Regions from separate parts of the Mus musculus genome. Here region 2 is linked to region 1. Evidence: chromatin contacts called from public HiChIP or PLAC-seq data. All regions are on one chromosome and are shown on one strand. Each heading gives the region's core, a stretch centred on a gene start, on an enhancer-like site or on the middle of the called end of the contact. The rest is flanking DNA. Distances are from core to core; before and after follow the strand shown.

Region 1 (2,718 bases), core at 61-2,560:
ACGGGAATCACTGCCCAGGAGCCCATCTGAAATGCTGAAGGGCCGAGCTCCAGCCTCCTCTTTGAAGTCTCCTTCTCCCAGGCCCTCTCATTCCCACCACACTTCTTGGTCCCTTTCAGTCAAAGCTGAACTTCTGCTGGGGCTGGGGAAGCCTAGCTGCACACAGTGGCATCCAGGCAGAAATCCAGTTCCGTGTTACTACTCCCCCTGCCTGGTTACGTTTTTTAAGCCTTTTCCTTCTCTTTATGGGGGACGCTGTTAGGCATCTTATATTGAATTGATAGAGCTTCTTCAAAGCTTCCATTGAGAAATGGGGTGCTCAAAGTGAGACTGTTACCTGTCCAGTACCATGTGCTACCTGCCCGCTCTGGTGGCAGGGCTGTGATTACAGGACTGGCTCTGGACCTCAGAGCTGAACGTTCTGTTGTGAATGGGACTGGTAGGAGAGCTTCACTATCTATTCCTGTTATCCTGGATACAAAGCAAAAGCACCCATCAAAGAGCTAAAATCCCACCCAGTGGAGGATGCTAGCGCCTGATGTCAGTACTTCTCCACTCAACTCTGGCACTTTCTCATTCAGTGAAGAAGAAATCGGATGTGCCAATCAAAGGTTCAAGGAGCCTTCTACCCCTCCTGATGACTACAATGTACTTTAATACCTATAAAACAATGCAGAAGCTGTCCAGCTTCTGCCAAGGAGAGTACAGGGTAAGGACTAACATCACTCACTCACACATTCATTCATTCATTCATTCATTCATTCCTTGTAAATCTGGCATGCACCTAGAATGTCACTACGTGTGAAACCTGTGATCCTTTCTCTCTGGGACCTGGTCTATGCTTTCACTGCTCCTGCCTGAGTCTCCAGGGGTTATGTACAAATCTCTATGCACAGTTTTACTTTTGCAAACACACAGGAAAGCTCACTGCTTTCCAGAGTATGACATGGGGGCTGGGGGGTGAGAGGCACAAGGGAACTAACTAAGCTCCCAACATTCCTCTTCAGGAATGGAGCCTATACTTCATAAACAGGGCCTGGAGCATTCTTGATGACAACTGCCCACACTTAGGAAAAGATTCATTCTTGGGTATTGCCTAAAAGTTTTTGTGAGGTCAGGCCACCTCCCTAGTCCCTGCCTCTGCCTGCCAAAAGAGCTCTGCCCTCCATTCCCTGAGCCGGAGAGGACCAATGACTGGTCCCACTGGTTCCCCAATTAGGCATGGGGCCAGAGGCAGCCCCAGTGGGGCGAGCTGGGCTCCAGTGCAACAGCAGCAGCAGCAGCAGCGTTTTCTACCAGAGCACAAAGCTGGGCGGGCAGGCGGGAGGAGGCCCTGAAGGGAGCTGAGGTCTGGCAGCTGGAGCTGAGCTTCCAGGGTATTCAAGCATTCCCGGCAGATGAAGTCATCTGAGATACAAAGCCTTTGGCAATCTGAGCCAAATGATGCAAGTGCATTCCCCTTCTCTGGTCCCCAGTCCATACAAACCACTCAACAGGTACCGGGTAGAATTTAAAGTCACTGTATTTGCTTTGGCTTTGGGGTAGCATCCCTTATCTGCGTTAGGAGCCATTTCCTTTCCCTCACTGAGGAAACCGGACATTACTTCAAGGAAATGCCTACCAGAAGTTCCAAGTGGGTCAGCTGCCATGGCAACTGTTACCCAGTGCCTCGGTGAAAGGCTATATCATCACGCTGGAGCGCGATGGAACCTCTTGACTAATTTCTGCAGAGCCTGGCAGCCAGCACACTCTATGGCCAGCAGTGGTGGCTCTGCATTTGTCCCTGGAAGCTCGAGGTCAGCCTCCAATAGGAAAAAACAGCCTCAGAGACTTCCTTCGATTCGGTCACTAGAGACAGTCGATGTCAGCAATCGGGGCTGCCAGGGGACATGACACTAATGCTTTTTAGGGAAAAGGAGGAACACCTCTTCCAAGCTTTTGTGAGAGGGACGTGGACTTGAACCCTTGCCAGCCACACAGGGTTGGTTGGTTGTCGCCCGTTTATATCTGATAGAACACATTAGGCAGAGAAGAAGCCCATTCATGTTGATAAGAGAAAGTTTAAAAAAAACAAAAACAAATCAAGAAAACCCTGTTCCTGGTAACAGTAGGCACCCTGGGCAATTACTTAGCTTCTCTGAGCTGGTTTTACAATTTAATCTTTAAAATCATAAATCCAGCCTTGAAAATCCCTCTTTTCACTCTGAAACCTTAGGGTTCTGAGGTTCACAGTTCAATAATTTTATACCTATCCCAATTTTCTGAGGGTACCAGGGTTTCTTATTGAGTCAATGAATGGGGAGCCCCCACATTGCAGAGCCCAGTAGAGGTTTCCCTGGGACCAAACAGGTACTCACTGTCGGAATCCACGTCCTGCTTTTGAAACTGTTCAAGAAGGTTCTGTGCTCTCCTCTCTGGGTCAGAGCCAGGCATCATCTGTTTGAGGTACTCCAGCAGCTTCTGAAGGCAAGGGAAGTGAGGGGGCTCCCGGAAGTCTTCCGCACACTGGTCAAGCCAGGCCCTCAGGATGGAAGCAATGGCACTGGGAAGGAGAGATGGAGACACAGTGAACACAATGCTTACGGGACTCGAGACAGGCCCTGGACCCCACAGCTGGTAGCTGAAGAGGGTTGGGGAGACTAATAATGTTTTGTTGTTAGAAAATCCAACCAAGGCAGACGAAAGATGAGAAGAGGATTTACTGAGTTCCAAACAATC
Region 2 (2,718 bases), core at 153-2,652, 820 kb after region 1:
GGACGTCCGGTGGAAGCTCCCAAGGTACCATTAAAGCCTTGTTTGAAATTCCATCTACTTTCTAGCTTGGCCACACAGCACACAGTACTGATCAAAGTTCAGTGAGGAAAAGAGGCAACTATTTTTCTTGGTTTAGAATCTAACTGAACTTCCACCAAGGGTCTCTGGTTGGGTGGGTCCAGTTTTGTGAATGAATGATTCCTTTGCCAGCAAACGATATTGCTGAACCCGGCCATTAAGAAGCCAGGAGGCATGACCTTGGGGTAGTTATCATCAGTAATCTACAGCAACTGTTAGAAGGTTTCAGTTCCTACTGTTGGGCAAAATTTTAACAAACAGACTTAAGTAAAATATTTCTGAAGTTAAAAACAAAACAAAACAAAACAACAACAGCAACCAACCAACCAAAACCCCACAGTTTTCCTTGGGAATGTTTTTAATATGTGTATACGCACACACACACACACATATATATACACACACACATACATACATATATACATATACATATATATGTATGTGTGTATGTATATATGTATGTATATGGTTGTATATTGAAAAATGTAAGCAATTCTCATGAAATTATTATGAATTCACAATTTAAAAACCAAGAACATTCATAAGTTGATATCACTTTAAGCTTTTGAAAAATGAAGAACTGAAATAATTTGTAAAACCTAAAGGGAGGCCTCCTGTGGTCTGTAAATGCTGACTTCCAGAAGTTAAACAAGTTAGAGGCCAACCTGACCTACTTGTGAAAGAGAGAGAAAGAAAGAAAGAAAGAAAGAAAGAAAGAAAGAAAGGAAGGAAGGAAGGAAGGAAGGAAGGAAGGAAGGAAGGAAGGAAGAAAGAAAGAAAGAAAGAAAGAAAGAAAGAAAGAAAGAAAGAAAGAAAGAAAGAAAGAAAGAAAGAAAGAAAGAAAGAAAGAAAGAAGAGGGGAGGGGAGGGGAGGGGAGGGGAGGGGAGGGGAGGGGAGGGGAGGGGAGGGGAGGGGAGGGGAGGGGAGGGGAGGGGAGGGGAGGAAGCAAGCAACTCAATCACAGCTGTTGGAGCAGGATTTAACTGATCTTGTATTTTCACAGCTGGACGGCTGTGATTCTATTCTTTCTTTCAAACACCCCACCCCATTAGTTACTGTAACTGCAGTGAAGGCAGAACAAGTTTGTCTGACCTCAGTGTGCTCCGAAGCCAGGGAGCCCTTAAAATCCAAAAGACACTCTAAAATGAGAGAAGTAATATTTGTTTCTTCCTCCAAACGGAGACCCCACCCCTCTCCACCCCCAGCTTTAAATTCAAAGGGTTGATGGTAAGTCAGCTGAGGGAGACTCTAGCCCACACCTGTGAACACCACTGCTCCCCTCACTGTCCCATTGTGTTTACTTGTGAGAAGGAATCTCCCAAAAGCAAAAAGCGAAAAGCGTTCACTCCACTTCGAGCTTTTGTTCACAGAGGTATCACACTGAGCGGGAATGTGGGTGGGGTTTGAATTTGTAAAAAGCCTGATTAAATTTATCTAAAATAATCCTATCCTATCTTATTGGGTCCTGAATTCAACCCAGTCCATTCGTAAGCAAGATTCTTAGACAAACCCACTCACTGTTTAAAATCCCTTGTGTTGCAAATTAAACAGAGACCATAAACCAGCCCAGTCCTGGCTTGTGTCATCTCTGATTCAATCTGCTATCAGTTAGATATTGGAGGAGGATTCCTGCTGCTTTGCTGGGTCTGTCAATTTTTAATAAAAGGCCTGAATTGCTCTGAGTGTCTCGGAATCTTCTGTTTCTCTTTTAGTGATAAGCAAAACACGTCTGTTGAATGCCTAGGATTCTAACACTGATAGAGAGACAGCCTTTACCCCAATACTCTTCTGAGATTACGTCATAGTGACAAGGGCCCGAATAGTCTCCAAGGACTGAGGTATGGGTGGGGAGCCCTTAAAAGCAAATTCACTTCAATGTTGAGTTTAACCATTTTTATGATATATTTTTTTTGAGACAGTGTCTACTCTCTAGAGTAGACCAGGCTAGCCTTGAAACTGCAGTGATCCCCCTGCCTCAACCTAAGTTTTGAGATTACAAGTATGTGCCCCTAATATCCAGTATGATAACATACATACATACATACATTTATTTATTTATTTATTTATCTATTTATCTATCTATCTATCTATTTATTTATTTATTTATTTATTTATTTATTTATTTATAATGGGCTGGGGATTTACCTTAGTTGGTAGGACACTTTACAGGCACATGCAAAGCTCTAGGCTTGACCCCCCCCCCCATTACTGAATTTTTAAAAAACTAGCAGTGGTGACACATGCCTGCAGCCTCAGAACTCAGGAGGCAGGGACAGGGGCTCAAGATCACCTTCAACTATATAGAAAATTCAAGACCAGCCTGGGCTACCTCACCTATATTGACCACCCTCATTCCATCCTCTAAAAAATAAAAATAAAAAAAAATAATATAGCGTACCCAAGAAATACAAACGAAGTAAGAGAAGCTGGCAAATGTCTCCCAATGACAATAATAAAAGATGCAATGAAACATCTCAAAGAAAAATGCCATTTTACTCTGTGGCTGTAATTCTCTCCATAGAACTGACCCTCATTTAAGCAGTTTATTCAAATTGTTAGACGGATACTCATAGCTGGCAATCATGGCTCAATAAACCATAAGAGACCAAGCAGAATGCAGGAAGTCTCACACAGTTACT

Evidence for each region. HiChIP or PLAC-seq counts read pairs in DNA pulled down with a chosen protein or histone mark.
Region 2: a contact with region 1 is called in an H3K27ac HiChIP or PLAC-seq map of extraembryonic endoderm stem cells, with 6 times the contacts expected there. The contact joins two enhancer-like sites. A contact is called at or near these places in 1 of 115 datasets of contacts at active chromatin or transcription factors (extraembryonic endoderm stem cells) and 1 of 9 other capture datasets (embryonic stem cells).

Annotation. Positions count from the first base shown.
Region 1 is chr1:152,555,046-152,557,763 of GRCm38.p6, forward strand. Rgl1 (ral guanine nucleotide dissociation stimulator,-like 1) reads right to left here. Exons shown (of 18, transcript NM_016846.4): 5 at 2,358-2,542. Among named protein-coding and RNA genes, the nearest start is that of Gm51749, 16 kb to the left of the region's middle. Within about 2 kb of position 1,311, at least 176 of the 459 cell types and tissues checked have an H3K27ac peak or open chromatin away from gene starts, as enhancers often do. A contact at or near this core is called in extraembryonic endoderm stem cells, where this site is marked.
Region 2 is chr1:153,375,304-153,378,021 of GRCm38.p6, forward strand. It overlaps Gm46246 (a long non-coding RNA gene), which reads right to left. Exons shown (of 2, transcript XR_001779877.1): 2 at 2,554-2,718. Among named protein-coding and RNA genes, the nearest start is that of Gm46246, 20 kb to the right of the region's middle. Within about 2 kb of position 1,403, at least 26 of the 459 cell types and tissues checked have an H3K27ac peak or open chromatin away from gene starts, as enhancers often do. A contact at or near this core is called in extraembryonic endoderm stem cells, where this site is marked.